2 separate regions of the Mus musculus genome follow, and region 1 is linked to region 2. A link is a contact called in public ChIA-PET data. All regions are on one chromosome and are shown on one strand. Each heading gives the region's core, a stretch centred on a gene start, on an enhancer-like site or on the middle of the called end of the contact. The rest is flanking DNA. Distances are from core to core; before and after follow the strand shown.

The links. ChIA-PET counts read pairs in DNA pulled down with a chosen protein or histone mark.
Region 1: a contact with region 2 is called in an SMC1A ChIA-PET map of the G1E-ER4 cell line, with 14 read pairs. The contact joins two enhancer-like sites. A contact is called at or near these places in 1 of 15 datasets of contacts at CTCF or cohesin (the G1E-ER4 cell line) and 2 of 484 Hi-C or Micro-C datasets (both in the G1E-ER4 cell line).

The regions. Positions count from the first base shown.
Region 1 is chr6:66,050,498-66,057,380 of GRCm38.p6, reverse strand. No RefSeq gene overlaps it. Among named protein-coding and RNA genes, the nearest start is that of Gm23625, 64 kb to the right of the region's middle. Within about 2 kb of position 5,505, at least 12 of the 459 cell types and tissues checked have an H3K27ac peak or open chromatin away from gene starts, as enhancers often do. A contact at or near this core is called in the G1E-ER4 cell line, where this site is marked.
Region 2 is chr6:66,284,564-66,292,190 of GRCm38.p6, reverse strand. It overlaps the pseudogene Gm31520. Among named protein-coding and RNA genes, the nearest start is that of Gm36408, 16 kb to the right of the region's middle. Within about 2 kb of position 3,225, at least 2 of the 459 cell types and tissues checked have an H3K27ac peak or open chromatin away from gene starts, as enhancers often do. A contact at or near this core is called in the G1E-ER4 cell line, where this site is marked.

The DNA of each region.
Region 1 (6,883 bases), core at 4,256-6,755, 240 kb after region 2:
TTTACACTGGTCTATACATCATCAAGGAGTGTTACTCATAAAGGATTTGAACTCCCTACACACATGTGTCCTTTCTACCATTAAAATTGATTCAGGTGCTTGGCATGGCTGTCTCGTGACAGTCTTTCTGTACATAATTAATGGTGGTGGTCTCACTGCTCCATTGAACTTATATCTGGATACACTCACATTGCATTTACAAGACATTCATACAACTTCATGGTCTGCAGAACATGTGGGGAGTACCGGATAGGTTATTTTATTAATATAAAGCATATAAATTAATTAATATAAAGCATTTCTCGAGTGACAAATTGCCTGAAATTAGGTTTTTGTTTTGTTTTGTTTTTTGTTTTTTTGTTTTGTTTATTGTTTTGTTTTTTTTACACTATGACTGAACATAATGAGAAACTCATCTGTAGGGCACAGCTGTATGTTACAAGAATAACTAAACCTTTGCTAGTGAGGAAGGCAACTGCCACAACATAAGAACCAAGAAGAAAGTTATTTATCTTTTATGGGAGAGAGAAATTGTACTTTTCAAATTTTCCTCCAAAATATAGCAGATAGATTGTTGATATTTTAAAATCTTAGTTAAGCCTCAACATTAAGTGTATTGTTTCTGTACATTTTCAACCATTACATTTTTTTAATAAAAATGTACTCTTTTATAGCTTTAGTAGCTACTAAATACAAGAAATGTAGTAAACATCTCATGTAAGAGGAGTGCATGCAGCAGGAGCAAAGCCCAGTGCATGCACCATTTACTCAAAACAGGAAATGGGCCTTTGTGAGGATCGGAATGTGTTCATGCACACATGCCACATGACACCACACACTGGGCACACACTCTGGCAATTACTACCACACATCTCCCATGGATGACAACTGCCTTGAACAAAGTCTGCCAAAGGAACATAATGGGTGACTTTTGAAAGCTGTTGTTTTGTTTTGTTTTGTTTTTTTACAAAAAAAAATATAACCAAGTAAAGTGCAACTCTAACAATAAGAAGAACCTTATAGAAAAATTTGCAAATTTGTGATTTGAGAAATCACAAATAGTTTTAGTAATATTCAGAGGGGAAATGAGCTTGTGCACTTGTTGGTCCATTCATGCATTTATTGGGAGGATTTGAACCGACTATTCCTTGAAGAAAAAGAAAGCACATTTCTACTTAACTGTTAGTAAGACTTGTCATCAAATGAAAGGTCAAGCGTGTATTGAGGTTTTGTAGCTTGGCGTCATATTTCTCCATACTGCAAACACTGTGGGCATGCTGGGGTACAAGAGTAGAATGAAGCTAGACCAATGAAGTGCAGCAGTGAGGCCTTCACTCAACAGTCACTTCCTTGAACAAGCACTAAAGCTCCAGTTTCAAGCATGAGCATAGAACATGATGGTTTAAATAAATCCCTATAGGAAAAACAAAATAAGAGATAGAGAAATGGCTCAGGAGTTAAGAATGCACACTGTTCTTGCAGAGGACCAGAATTCAGTTCTCAGCACCCACATAGCAGCTCACAACTGCCTCTGACTTCAGTTCCTGGGAATCCTACAGGTTCTTCTGGCCTTCACAGGTACTGCATATACATAGTGCACATAAGCTCATTCAAGTCCAGACATACACATAAAGAAAACAAACAAAACTCTTTTAAAAGGCAAAACAAAATGTATGATAAAGTATATTTATAGAAATGCTAGTATTGTTTGCTTTAGCTATTACCATAATTTATTCAAAATAGAATATGAAAAATTAAATAACTGATTATTAAATTTGCCCATATAACTGTAAGTGAAGTGTTATTCCCTTAATTTTCTTTCAACATAACAATATAATTATCATGTTATATTCATTTATATTAATTTTATTTAAATATTTTAAGTAATTTTATTATCTTCCAGAATATTTCAACAATTGCCAATTTTAAATCCATTTTTATGACCTAAAATCTCTTCTTATAGAAGTTAGCACATTAAACAGATTCTTTTTTTATTTTTTATCTATTATTTTATTTATATACATTTCAAATGCTATTGCGAAAATTCCCTATACCCTTCCCCCTCCCTGCTCCTCTACCCACCCACTCCCATTTCTTGGCCCTGGTGTTCCCCTGTACTGGGGCATATAGAGTTTGCAAGACCAAGGGGCCTCTCTTACCAATGATGGCCAACTAGGCCATCTTCTGCTACATATGCAGCTAGAGACACAAGCTCTGGGGGTACTGGTTAGTTCATATTGTTGTTTCACCTAAAGAGTTGCAGACCCCTTTAGCTCCTTGGGTGCTTTCTCTAGCTCCTACATTGGGGTTCCTGTATTCCATCCAATAGCTGACTGTGAGCATCCACTTCTGTGTTTGCCAGGCACTGGCATAGCCTCACAAGAGACAGCTATATCAGGGTCCTTTCAGTAAAATCTTGCTGGCGCATGCAATGGTGTCTGCGTTTAGAGCCTGATTTTGGGATGGATCCCCAGGTGCAGCAGACTCTAGATGGTCCTAATTCAACTCAATATTATGCATCACAAAATAAGTACAAATGTACAAAATGGTCAGACCTATAGAAAGCCTAATGATTAAATTATAATTGTAAGTTATTTCACTGGAAATTTAAAATGAAATTACAATAAAAAATCTTAATCTCAAAAATTATTTTACCCAGGTATAATGAAAATATTAACCACAAACCTTCAAGTTTCAAAAAATGCATCAAGAGATTGGAGAGATGGCCCAGCTATCAAGAGCACTGATTGCTCTTCCAGTGGATCCTGGTTCAATTCCCAGCACCCACATAATGGTTTACAAGCTTTTATCACTTAATTTCAGGGGACCTAGTGCCCTCCTCTGTCCTTCATGGGCACCAGGCAAAAGTGTGCTGCATATATATACATGCAGGCAAAACATCTATACACATAAGATAATAAAATAATTTTAAAGTATTAAGATCATTTTTTAAATTATCAGAATATTATATGGCCTTTTAAATTTCAATTCTTTTGAAATCATGGACAATTAGTAAAATAGAGATGAACTCTTCAAGGTTGTCAAATCTGATTCAAATTATTTCTTAAAATAAGGTATACACATATAAAAAGGAAATAACATTTTTTTGGAGGTTTTAAAGATTTTTCTGTGGGATAGAAACCCTGAAAACACAGGAACTTTTCTTACATATGTTCTCAGTTCTACCTACTTCCACACACTTATCATTATCACTCCTGTAACAAACCAGTATGATCACCAGGTGTTCAAAGTGAGACATGGAAAAGTATTTCAATAAATTACCTTGAAATAAATTTTAAAGGACTCACTTGTTGTTGTTTTGGCCCTGTATGAGGTATGCATAGTTTAATACAAATAACCAAAATAAAACTTTAAGGGTTGAGATTTTTCCACCAAAAACTTTTCTTCTCCCCATCAGGTATAAATCCAACTCATAGAATATGTTTAAATCATCATTTAAAAGGCATGGCATTAAAAGTTTTTTATGATAATTTGTATTCTGTCTGCTAAACATTTATTAACATTTAATTACATGATATTTATTGAAAAGTTTAGCTGGGCAGTGGTATATGCAGGGCAAGTTCCAGGACAGCCTGGGCTATACAGAAATCATGTTTCCAAAAAAAAAAAAAAAAAAAAAGCAAAACAAAAAACACACAAAACATTTTAAAGTTGTGTGTATAAATAAAAGCAGTGATCACAGTCCTTTGTTATATATGAGGGAAATTTGTCAACAGATTTTAGCTTACACAATTTTTAATTAAAGGACATTACACAAAGAAAAGAGATTATGCCAGAAACAGCATTAGATTGGTATTAGTTGTTTTATGGGCTATCTTGTCACTTGCTCCCAAACTTGGTGAAGAAACACTCATGGATGGCACTGCTGTCTGCATGTGTTCACTGTCTCATGTGTGTCCTGTCACTCTTTGGTATACATTTCCCACCTCAAGTCCCTTTGAACCAAAAGCAGAATTTATCTTGCAGTTTACAGAGTTATCAGTCCTTAGCTTCCAGCGTGGGGTGTGTGTGTGTGTGTATGTGTGTGAGAGAGATGGGACATGTACCTAAGGTTTCATTTTGTAATTCCTTATCTTATAATTTTAAAAAAAGTTAAAAAGATAATGTTTTTTTTTCCCAACTCAGCGAGAACTAATATAATACTCAATGATGAATTCTTGTATGGGAGAAATTTAGCCCATTTTTAATTAACTCCATTGTAGTTAGAAATAGATCTAGGAAACCCAAATGAATCTTTCTCAGAAGTATCTCTAAAAAATTAAATGATATATAAATTAAATAAAGAGAATACTTTGTTCCAAAATACCATAGAAATCTATTTGACCACTTTTATTTTTTGCCAACTATAATCCTTAACAATTTTTTCTGAATATAAAAAAATTCAAATCAAAGCCTTTACAATAGTTGTAAGGTTTTCATCTGCTCACTTCCAGACTGGTCTTAGTATTCTGAATATAGAACAGAGTCTGTACACAAAGGGTACCAAGTCTTGTAGGACATAAAAGGGAAGTTTGCCACTCTATATCCTCAACTCAGTTGGTAAAATCCCATTTACAGATATTGCAGCCTTCACCCCTGTGTTCTAGCATCTTTGGTATAAGAAGATGTTATGGCCACCCAACAAAGATGACAACTCAGACACAGTATATAGCCAGTTGATAGTCTTTACTCTAACCAGCTGGGACAATAGTCAGTGTTGATAGGTACAGATGTAGGTGTGGCCCAGGGTGTCCAAACATGGAGAGAATTTTTAAAAACAAGCAGTTTGAAGCAAGCAAGTTTAGCAGAAGCTAAGATAAGCAGTTAGCTAGCCTGAAGGGGCACTCTGCACAGACAGACAACTAAGATAAGCAGTGAGCTGGAGGAGGTTCCACACAGACTAGCAGCTTTAACAAAGGCCAAGATAAGTTAGCTAGAATTTCTTGATCTTTGTTTCCTAGAATGAAATTGGGTAGTTTTCCAAGGGATTCTCCATCAAAAAGATCAGATTCTAGCAGATTCTAGTTAAACCTGAATAGGGTCAGTAAGAATACAAGATGGAGGAACCTCTGCAACTAAATTGCCTAGTCACAAAGATACTCTGCATGCCATTAAAAAAAAAAAGGAGTGGGAATAAGAATACATATATTAGCATTATTTAATTATTTAGTCTAGAATTATAATTTTCTTTTAATTTTTTGAGAAATTTGGTTATAATTGAGGCTCAGAGTCAAATTATGATCAAAATAGATCTGAGCTGAGGTGTATCTTAAGTGGGAGAATGCTTATCTACCATGTACAATGACCTATCCACCACTCAAAGGGGGGCGCAGTAATAGATAAATAGACAGGGATTTTAGATAGGGGAGAGAGAGGGAGAAATGAGGAGATAGAGAGGAAGCCAGCTAGCTAGCTAGCTAGCCATCCAGCCACACACACACACACACACACACACACACACACACACACACACGTACTCACAAAGGAGGCGGGTAGAGAGTGGCAGATCGACAGCACCAGAGCAAGCTATATAAATTACCTCCATTCCATTGATCAGCCTTTCCTCAAGCAAGACAAGCTACCTTCTACTTCAGTTCCTATACTGAGTCTATCTTGCTGCAATTAAACAACTACAACCCAAGTGACTTCATGTTTAACTATTTAGCTGTCAGCTTTCCTTGCTCTCACTGGATCTGCTCTGTTGTTTGCAGTGACCAGGTCTTTCCAGAACTGACTTTTTTCCTTTCCCTTGTCAGAGGATTTCTTTATAGCTGACCTTGGTCAGCAGGTGGCATGGTCCTGAGTGAGAGGACAAATTAAAGAAGAAGAAAGGAAATCTGGGGTCAGAAGTTCTTGCACAAGCTAATAACTTATGCCAAGCAAGTTCATTAAGAAGTACAATATCTTATATACTATCTGTGGGATAGTCAGCGGAAGGGTGTCATAAAATGGAACAAAGTCAGCAAGAACCTAATCTATCAATGAAGGAGAACATAGGTTATCTCAAGGGCATCAGAGACTGAGTACACAGTGGCCTTGGGAACTCCAAACATGGCAAGGGATGGCTTCTCAGGATTTGAAGCCTCAGCTTTCCCACAGCTCTGGCTCCACTTCATTGCTGGTTATGTCAAGCATGTTTTTGGTTTAGAGAAGGAACTATGTTTCTTCTCCATATATCAGGACCTCAGGAAAAGCCTGAGTTAATCTAGTCCTCAACAGTTCCCTCCTCCTTTTGACTATTTTGAGGACAGATGAGTTACTTGTGTCTGAGTGTTGATGAGGTTCCTACACTCTCTGAGCCAACAAATGCTTCCCAGCATTGCTGAAACAATCACCATGCAACAATTTCAATGATAATATTGAATCAAGGTTGGAGGGTGTTGAAGGGGGTTGAAGAGATGTTGTAGAAGCAGCTGTGGATGCCATACCAATGACCACCACAATATTGCTAATTAAAATCTGACCTAAAAATCTTTGCTCCCTAATAAGAGCCTGATGTAATTCAAGGAGAACCTGCTGTCCAAAATCACTAAGTTGTTCATCTTACAATACATGGGACCTGTAACAAAGGAAGACTACCAAAGCAATAGAAGGCTCTTAGCAGCAGAGGAGAAGGCACACAACTAAATAGAATATAATTGGTGCAGATAACTTGAAGTATTCCCCGTTTTGTTAAATAGAGGGACTCTCCATCAGTAACAAATATGGAGGATTAACACAAGCAGTGAGTCCCAATAGAAAAATATGTCCATGTTCATCTTTTCCAAAAATCCTATAAATGACCACATTGCCCAAGGCTACAGCCCATAACCAGTTTGGTTGAATAATTCCTTCTGGAGATAATATCACAGGCCAATGAATGGACTCTAGAAAATTTTCTTTA
Region 2 (7,627 bases), core at 1,976-4,475:
GCTGAAGTAAGAATTCTCTCCTTTTCTGTTTAGTTTTTCCTCATGGAAAAGTCATATTATCAGTGAAATTATTTTGATTATTGCTACAGAAGATAACAAAACTACATATCCTCCTTCTTATATTCCCTCCCCACAATAGGATATACAGTCCGAGGACTTCATAAGAAAGGCACTGCTCATCATCCCCTGCTTGATTACTGGGATCTCAAGTTCCTTGCTCATTGCTGGCCCTGGGCACATAGTTTTGAATGAATGGATTTGTATGGCTTGTCAAATTTTAGGGAATAGTTAGAATTCCTTGGGGTTTCTTGCTCTCTGTGCTTCTGTGGAGAATTATATGATTCCTGACTTACAGTTTAGTGTCTTCACCAAAATAAGCACATGGAGGGCTCTGTGGGAAATAGCTTCCATTGTGGTCTAGCAGTACTTGCACGATCCAGTGTTTTGGGAGGAATGCTGTGGTCACTGCTCTCACCTAGCTGACTCTGTCAAAGTTTCCAATCAGAGTGTATCTTCGTGGTTTCTGGGTCCCAGGGGCCAGCTTTTCTTTTTCATAATAATTCAAGCTTTGGTAAATTTATCCCAGCCCTGTTTTCTTAAGAGGTCAAATATTTCTATGCCCCTGAATTCATATCGCATCTTATGAACATGTTCTATTTCAAATTGTCAAGAAAATCGAGACATCAGTGTGTCCAGATACAACCAGAAAGTCGTCTTTGAGTGACATCAAGAGTGAATTAAGCTGGTAAAGAGGACTGGTGAAGATAGCAGGTTTAGCTAAACATGGCTGTTTACAAATAAACAAGACACTTTACCCAGTGGTGTGCAATTTCCCTTAGCGTAGAAGGATTCGTTTTATTTCATCACAAGTGCATGCGCTTAGTAGATCGGTCAGTGACCGGGTTTTGTCACTGCATGCTCCCAGGAGACTTACTTTGATGTTACTTAGGAACTGTTTTGATAATTTGAAGCCGTGCTGGGTTATAGCTCACCCTTGCTGAAAATGACAATTATTTAACTGCTAGAAAAGTTTTTTTCAAAAATAAAGGATTGCTAAATAGCTATCTAAAAAGTATACTCATGTAGGTTACAATGGTGTATTGTTTTATATAATAACAATGTTACAGCTATGTAGAAAGGTAAATTTAAATTTGGCTTAGTCAAAATCCTACAGATAAAAACAGGAATTATTAGCAACTGAAGAATATCCATTCAGATTGCTCTCTAAACACATCAATAAATCAATATTAGAGTTGACTTGTGCTTTATACAAATCCTCATTGTCTTTTCAATATACTATCACACCCCAAGGTACAAAATGGAAGTATATTAATCAAATACATAATAACTGGGGAAGCCCTGAGGGCCTGAATGACACTCTGCAAGTATAGGAAGACAGTTTTGAATCTCTTATGCTTCTGCACACGTTGAGAGTAGCATCCTGGGCAGCCTCTTGTTCTGCAGTGTTCTTCATGTGGGCATAGCATGAAGAGGCAGACAGTGTGTTTCTTTCTGCATTAGGGGAGGAGTTTGCTGCCTAAAAGATTTGAGAAACAAGACTTGGTAGATGGCAACGTCGGTAAAGTGCTGGCTATGTAAGCAAGAGGACCTGAACTCAGATCTCCAGAAGCCATGTACAAGCTGGGCACAGCGGGGCCTGTCTCTTACCCCAGTGCTGCAGAGGGGTTCAGAGACAGGTGAATCCCAGTGGCTTGCTGATAACTAGTGTAGATGAGATTGTGAGCTCCAAGTTAATGAGAGGTCCTGTTTCAAAATTTACGGCAGATTAATAAAGAAATATACCTAATGTTGACCTGTGTGTTTCCCACTCATCCATGAGGGTAAGTTTACCAGTACATTCACACAGCAACTACACACACACACACACACACACACACACACACACACACAGAGAGAGAGAGAGAGAGAGAGAGAGAGACATAAACACAGCAACCACACATACATATTCACACACAAACACAAGAGACAGAGACAGAGAGACAGAGAGGGAGAAAGACCGAGGCAGAGTAAGAGAGAGAGATGAGAGAAAGAGAAAAGAGAGAGAGACAGAGACAGAGAGAGACAGAGATAGAGAGCGCTACATAGCCCTCTAGAGGAAAATTTGTACAATTATAAAAAATTAGGTTTCTCTAATCTTGGGGTGCCCTATTTTTAACATAAACTCATTGCCTTCCCAGCATATACTTGACCAATGTGTTCTGGGACTCAGAGGGGTAGAGAAACTGACATGAAGACAAAGTTCTTTTTTCCTGCTGTGTTCTAAACAACAGAAACCATTGTCTCTGACCCAGGAGGCTTCTGTCTTTTATCAGCATCCAGAAAACTTAGGCTAGCTTAACTTAACTTATAGGTAGTGTAAGTCTCATAACCCACAGGGTTCTTGACAAAAAATGTCTTCTAAAATAGAAAACTTAGGATAGTTTTAAAAATTATAATGGTAGAGTGCTAAAAGTTATGGTTCATTAAGTCAATAAATATGTGTCTATCAAAAATGTTACAAATTTATATACTAAAATAGAAAGAGCAAAATATATATTCTAAAGTAAAATATGTCCTATAAACTTTACTATGTATTATGTGTTTTATTTGGGGAGAAATGCATGTTACATGTGGTATGTTCACTAAAACTTCTCACTGCTTCCACACCATCTTTTTCACGTTGCTTACTTCTTGAGGATATATTCTTAGTGGCAGGTGGGGCATGGGACGTGAACTATTATGTTACACTTCTAGAGTGCTTAACTAACATCTGTGACCAATAGATAAAACCCTTTCATAATCTATTAACTCAGCAGATTACTCACTTCGACCAACCCAAAAAGATAACACTGTTATCAGATGGAATCTGAATTTCAGGCCAACCCCTGAGGTACAGGCAGAGGACAGGCAGTTAGAGTTGTTGTTTAAAAATGAGATGCACAAACATATAATGGCATAAAAAAAGCTTTTGGAATATCATGGGTTAGAGTTAAGAGAATTGTTGTGTTAAGGAATGGTCTAGGTGCATTTGCTTGGAAGTGTCCTGCCTTTCTTTAATGGCTTATGAAACCTTTAAAATTTTTGAGGGAGTACTTTTTCCATGTTTAATTTCAAAATTTATCCTGAATATTGTTACTTCTGAGTCTTTTTGAATTTGAATCTTGTGTTTTTCTTAGGAAACAGTTGAATGCAAGAGTGGTGGGGTGCATGCAGTAAAGGAACTCCTGATGTGCGTGCTCCATCATTAAGGGGAAGGGTTTTTATTTTGAATAAGAAGGAGTAAATATCCAGAGGTATCAAGATGTGTCCAAAGCAGGATAAAAGAAACAGACTGGACATGGCCAGGGATATGTACAAGAGAGGTGAGAGGGTGGAGAGGATGTGAGATGGTACAGTGGGAGACAACAGTGGGGAGAGCAAGAGATCGAGAATAGCAGGAAGACGGGGTATATATATATATATATATATATATATATATATATATATATATATATATATGTATGTATATGAGAGAGAGAGAGAGAGAGAGAGAGAGAGAGAGAGAGAGAGAGAGAGAGAGAGAGAGAGAGAATAGAACACAGCAGGAGAGCCAGAAGACAGCAAGATGAGATCAAAAGAGAGGAATGAATGAGAACAGCAAGCATAGGAGTGGCTCAGATCTAAGGTGAAAGGGCCAGAGTACTAGCATGGACTTAGATTCATGTATTTATTTTATGTATATGAATGTTCTATCTGCATGTACATCTACACACTAGAAGATGGCATCAGAGCACATTACAGATGGTTGTGAGCCACCATGTGGTTGCTGGGAATGGAACTCAGGACCTCTGGAAGAGCAGATAACCCTCTTAACTGCCGAGCCATCTCTTCAGTCCTTAGCATGGACTTTGAAATCTTTTTCAGGAACTTGTGATACTGAGGGAGCATGGAGGCAAAGCACGGGCTTTGATCTGCTCATAGTGCTACAGGTAGTTATGTGACCCTTGGCGATATGTAGGGGAATTGACTTCTGGTAGACAGGTACTGGTTTCATGAGTTCCTGACATGTGCTGGCTTTGTAACCTGACAGAAATCCTTCTACAGTCCAGCTTGAACTCATTTATCTATGGAGAACCTGAGACCTAACAACAATGAACCCTCGCTCTGTATGATCAGGTCTGTCCCCAGCCTAGGAATGTTTTTGTCTCTTCTGTTGTCAGTTTTCTCTTCCTCAGCACACCATCATGGACATGAAGAAACAAGGGAATGCACAGGTTTATCTTGGAACTTCACTGTAGTGATTGGTAACTCACTAGGGTATCTCTACATACTAAGTTGTTGAAAGCAAAGCTAACTATGTCTCACATAGAGCTTCTGAACAGATGGTATGAGGCTGTGGCAATGCTCCAACTGTGTGAGTAACTTGAAGAAGGCTAAGTGGGGGCTGGATGTACAGAATTTACCTTGAATGCATATTACTGAGAATGCCTTGTGGTTGTTCCCCTGGAGTCTGGACTTTCTTTAGAATTATTCTATGTGGCACTTCAATTTTCTGGTCTTCAAATTTTTCATATTATCTTATTCTCTCTCTCTCTCTCTCTCTCTCTCTCTCTCTCTCTCTCTCTCTCTCTCTCTCTCTCTCTTTTTAAGGGGAGAGTGGTAGTGCCTTTTCTTCATCAAATTTGGGGGAATACCACTTTATCCTAACCATTGATGATGCAGCTTCTCAGAGTAACAATGCAGTGCCTCTAGTGGGTACTGAAGATCTATTGTTACTTTTCTTCTTGCTGAAAAAAATTTTCTTATATCAACTGATTTGCATTTCACTCTGTTGTCTTTTCATAATTAGACTCAATAATTATGGGGTAAGATGTACTGAAATACGTTGTGGAGAAAGGAACAAATTAAGGACAGTCTTGCAAGAGTAAGGATGCTGGTTAATATTGTGAACTTTACAAGATTTAGGATGACCTAAGAGGCAATCCTCTATGCATGCATTTTGAGAGACTGTCTAGATTAGGTTACCATCTGGATATACCTGTGAGAGTCTGTGTACATTGGTTAACTGGGGCAGCAAGACCCATACTGAGTATGGGTAATGCCATTTCACAGGCTGGGATCCCCAGAGAAAACTGGCTGAGCACAACATGCAATGCTCTCTGCTTCCTGATGGTATGCAAATGTGACATGGGACCAACTGTCTCAAGCTCTTGCCCTTATACCTTCCCTATAACTATGGAATATATAGCAAAATATTTTTTTTTCCTTTTTTGAGTTGGTTTAGTCATTGCAAGAACAAGACAGGTAGATAATGCCTTAGTCTTAGTCTCTATGGAACAGCCTCTCTCAGTATTACTCTTGATCTGTTGAAGAATGTCAATACAACACAGCCACAAAAAAGAGAAGTCATACCAAATATAAAGGCAATGACATGCAGCATTGACCATGTTTATAACATAGGGAAGCAGCATGTATAAATTAGCCATAGTTCAAAATTACCTTGGCCCTCTGGATCTCGGTGTTTTGTGCATTTCATTCAGGAGCTCATTGTGCACAGTCACCTGCCCACAATGATGCATTTCATATTTGAACTGTACTGACCCAGACAATAAAGGCAGATAGCTGAAAGTATACCTTTAAATTTTTCCTTACATTTTTGTCAGTATTTTAAAGAGGAAGTATGAGGGCCAAACTGGCTGTATTGCAGCCCATAATTACAAATATAAGTAAACAACTAATTTAGAATAGCCTCAGCATTTGCCACCCCTGGGCCTGCTGATGTGTTTATCATTGCAGCTTTGGTTCATTTAGGTGAAAATAAGACAGCTAATTGTATGTGGCTGTTTAATCATAAACGACATTTGAAGAAGACCCAAATAGCCAAGACAAGGGGAAAGCAATGTATAACAATGTTAGAACTTTTTCTGGTAAGCAACATTGAAGAGAATGTATGCATTTTCATAGTTCTGTTCAGCAGCTGTATTTACAGTGGTATTGTTCTACCATATTGCCCAGGGTTTGTGCTGGTGACCCAGATAGAGAAAAGTGAACTACACCCTACAGTCTTGTGCTCTTTGGACCCTTAAATTACCAATACTGCCAAATTAGCCTTTTGGTGGGAGGAAATTAACTTATGTCCTCTGCCACTAAAGGTCTCTCTTTGAGTTTCAATTTTGTTTCAATTAACTAGGCTCAGAATTTCATGCTAAAGATAATTATGAGTGCAATTGTTAGCTACATCCCTGGATATGTCATCCACTGAGAAATTTGCAGGGCACTTACCAGCACTGGAAAGTTTTCAGAAGGTAGACTAACTGAGATTTGAGAAGTATTTAAGCTATAGACATCTGATATTAGCTTTTTTGCCAAACATATTTCAATAAAAATAATTCCTTTCTGTTATCTTTGCAAAATGCTATCAGATCTGGATGTAAGAACTGTATGAATGATAACTCCAGGTGAAGCCCAGTGTTGTATTAGTATAAGCCAGAGTGAGACAGGCAAAACTGCTCAGTATCTAGAATAATTCTAAGGGTGTTATGATGAATGCTTAGGTATGGGGGTACAGGTGGGGAGTGGGATAATTTAGTGCGACCAGGCAGGTTGCTAATCACACTCTGCAGGGAACGCATTCTTTTTATCTTGAGGAAGGATTCTTTGGGTTTAATCAGGGTAGGGCAAACAGTTGCATTTCTCTCCCCTTTGGACTAAGAGTGTATCTCCTACTAGACCCATCACATTGCTGTGCAGGCAGATGTAATGATGGTTTTTCTTGTTTCAAAGCTTGCTTAAGGTGGTGGAATTGAGTTTAGAAATTAGTTACAATTTATTAGATTTACCAGTTAAGATGACAATGGTTTGTGCAGTTGTAATAACGTGAAGGTGATGAGAGCTGGTGGTTGAACACATAGCTTGAAACTGAAGCAACTAAAGTGAACTGATACATAGATTTAAGGTTGAACATGGACATGGGTTGAGGATAATTACCCCGTGAGAATGAGGGCAAATGTTGACACTATTGAGCAAACAGTAAACTGGGGGACAAAACATAGCTGATTGCTTTACTTGCTTGAATGTAAAACATCTTTTTGATTCTTTCTGTCATCCTTAGTGTATTAAAGAATGTTTGCTCTGCCCTCCCCAGCCCTGTGTGCAAAGTGTGTTGTGTCTTAATAAATTGTGATGTATCTTCAATCTGAGAGAAAGCCCAATGCAACAACAAAAGCCTACATTGTTTGGGAGTCTCTTGAACTTTTCTGAACAACTGGAAGGCAGGTTTTCTGTTTTTGGCATTGGATTTATTTTTTGTTTGTTTGTCTGATAATTTACGTCTTGGGATCAGGGAGAAAAAACTTTAAAAAAAATACCAGTTATTTACTCATTTATTAAAACCTGATAATGGCTCTAAGAGTAAGGTGCCAGAGCATAATATAGGAAGAAAATACAATCTTATTACATCAGCCATTAAGCAAATCATATCCACTGCCACTCATGTATCAGCCTGCTTGGACTGATAGTCCTGTTTGAATGAAGTCCTGCAACTCCCCAGCACTGCTGTGGAGCCGGCCGCTCCCGGAACAGGAACATCTTCATCTTTAGGGTTTCCTGGTTAGTCTCAGTAGCGTTAAGCACAATGGTACTTTTTTTC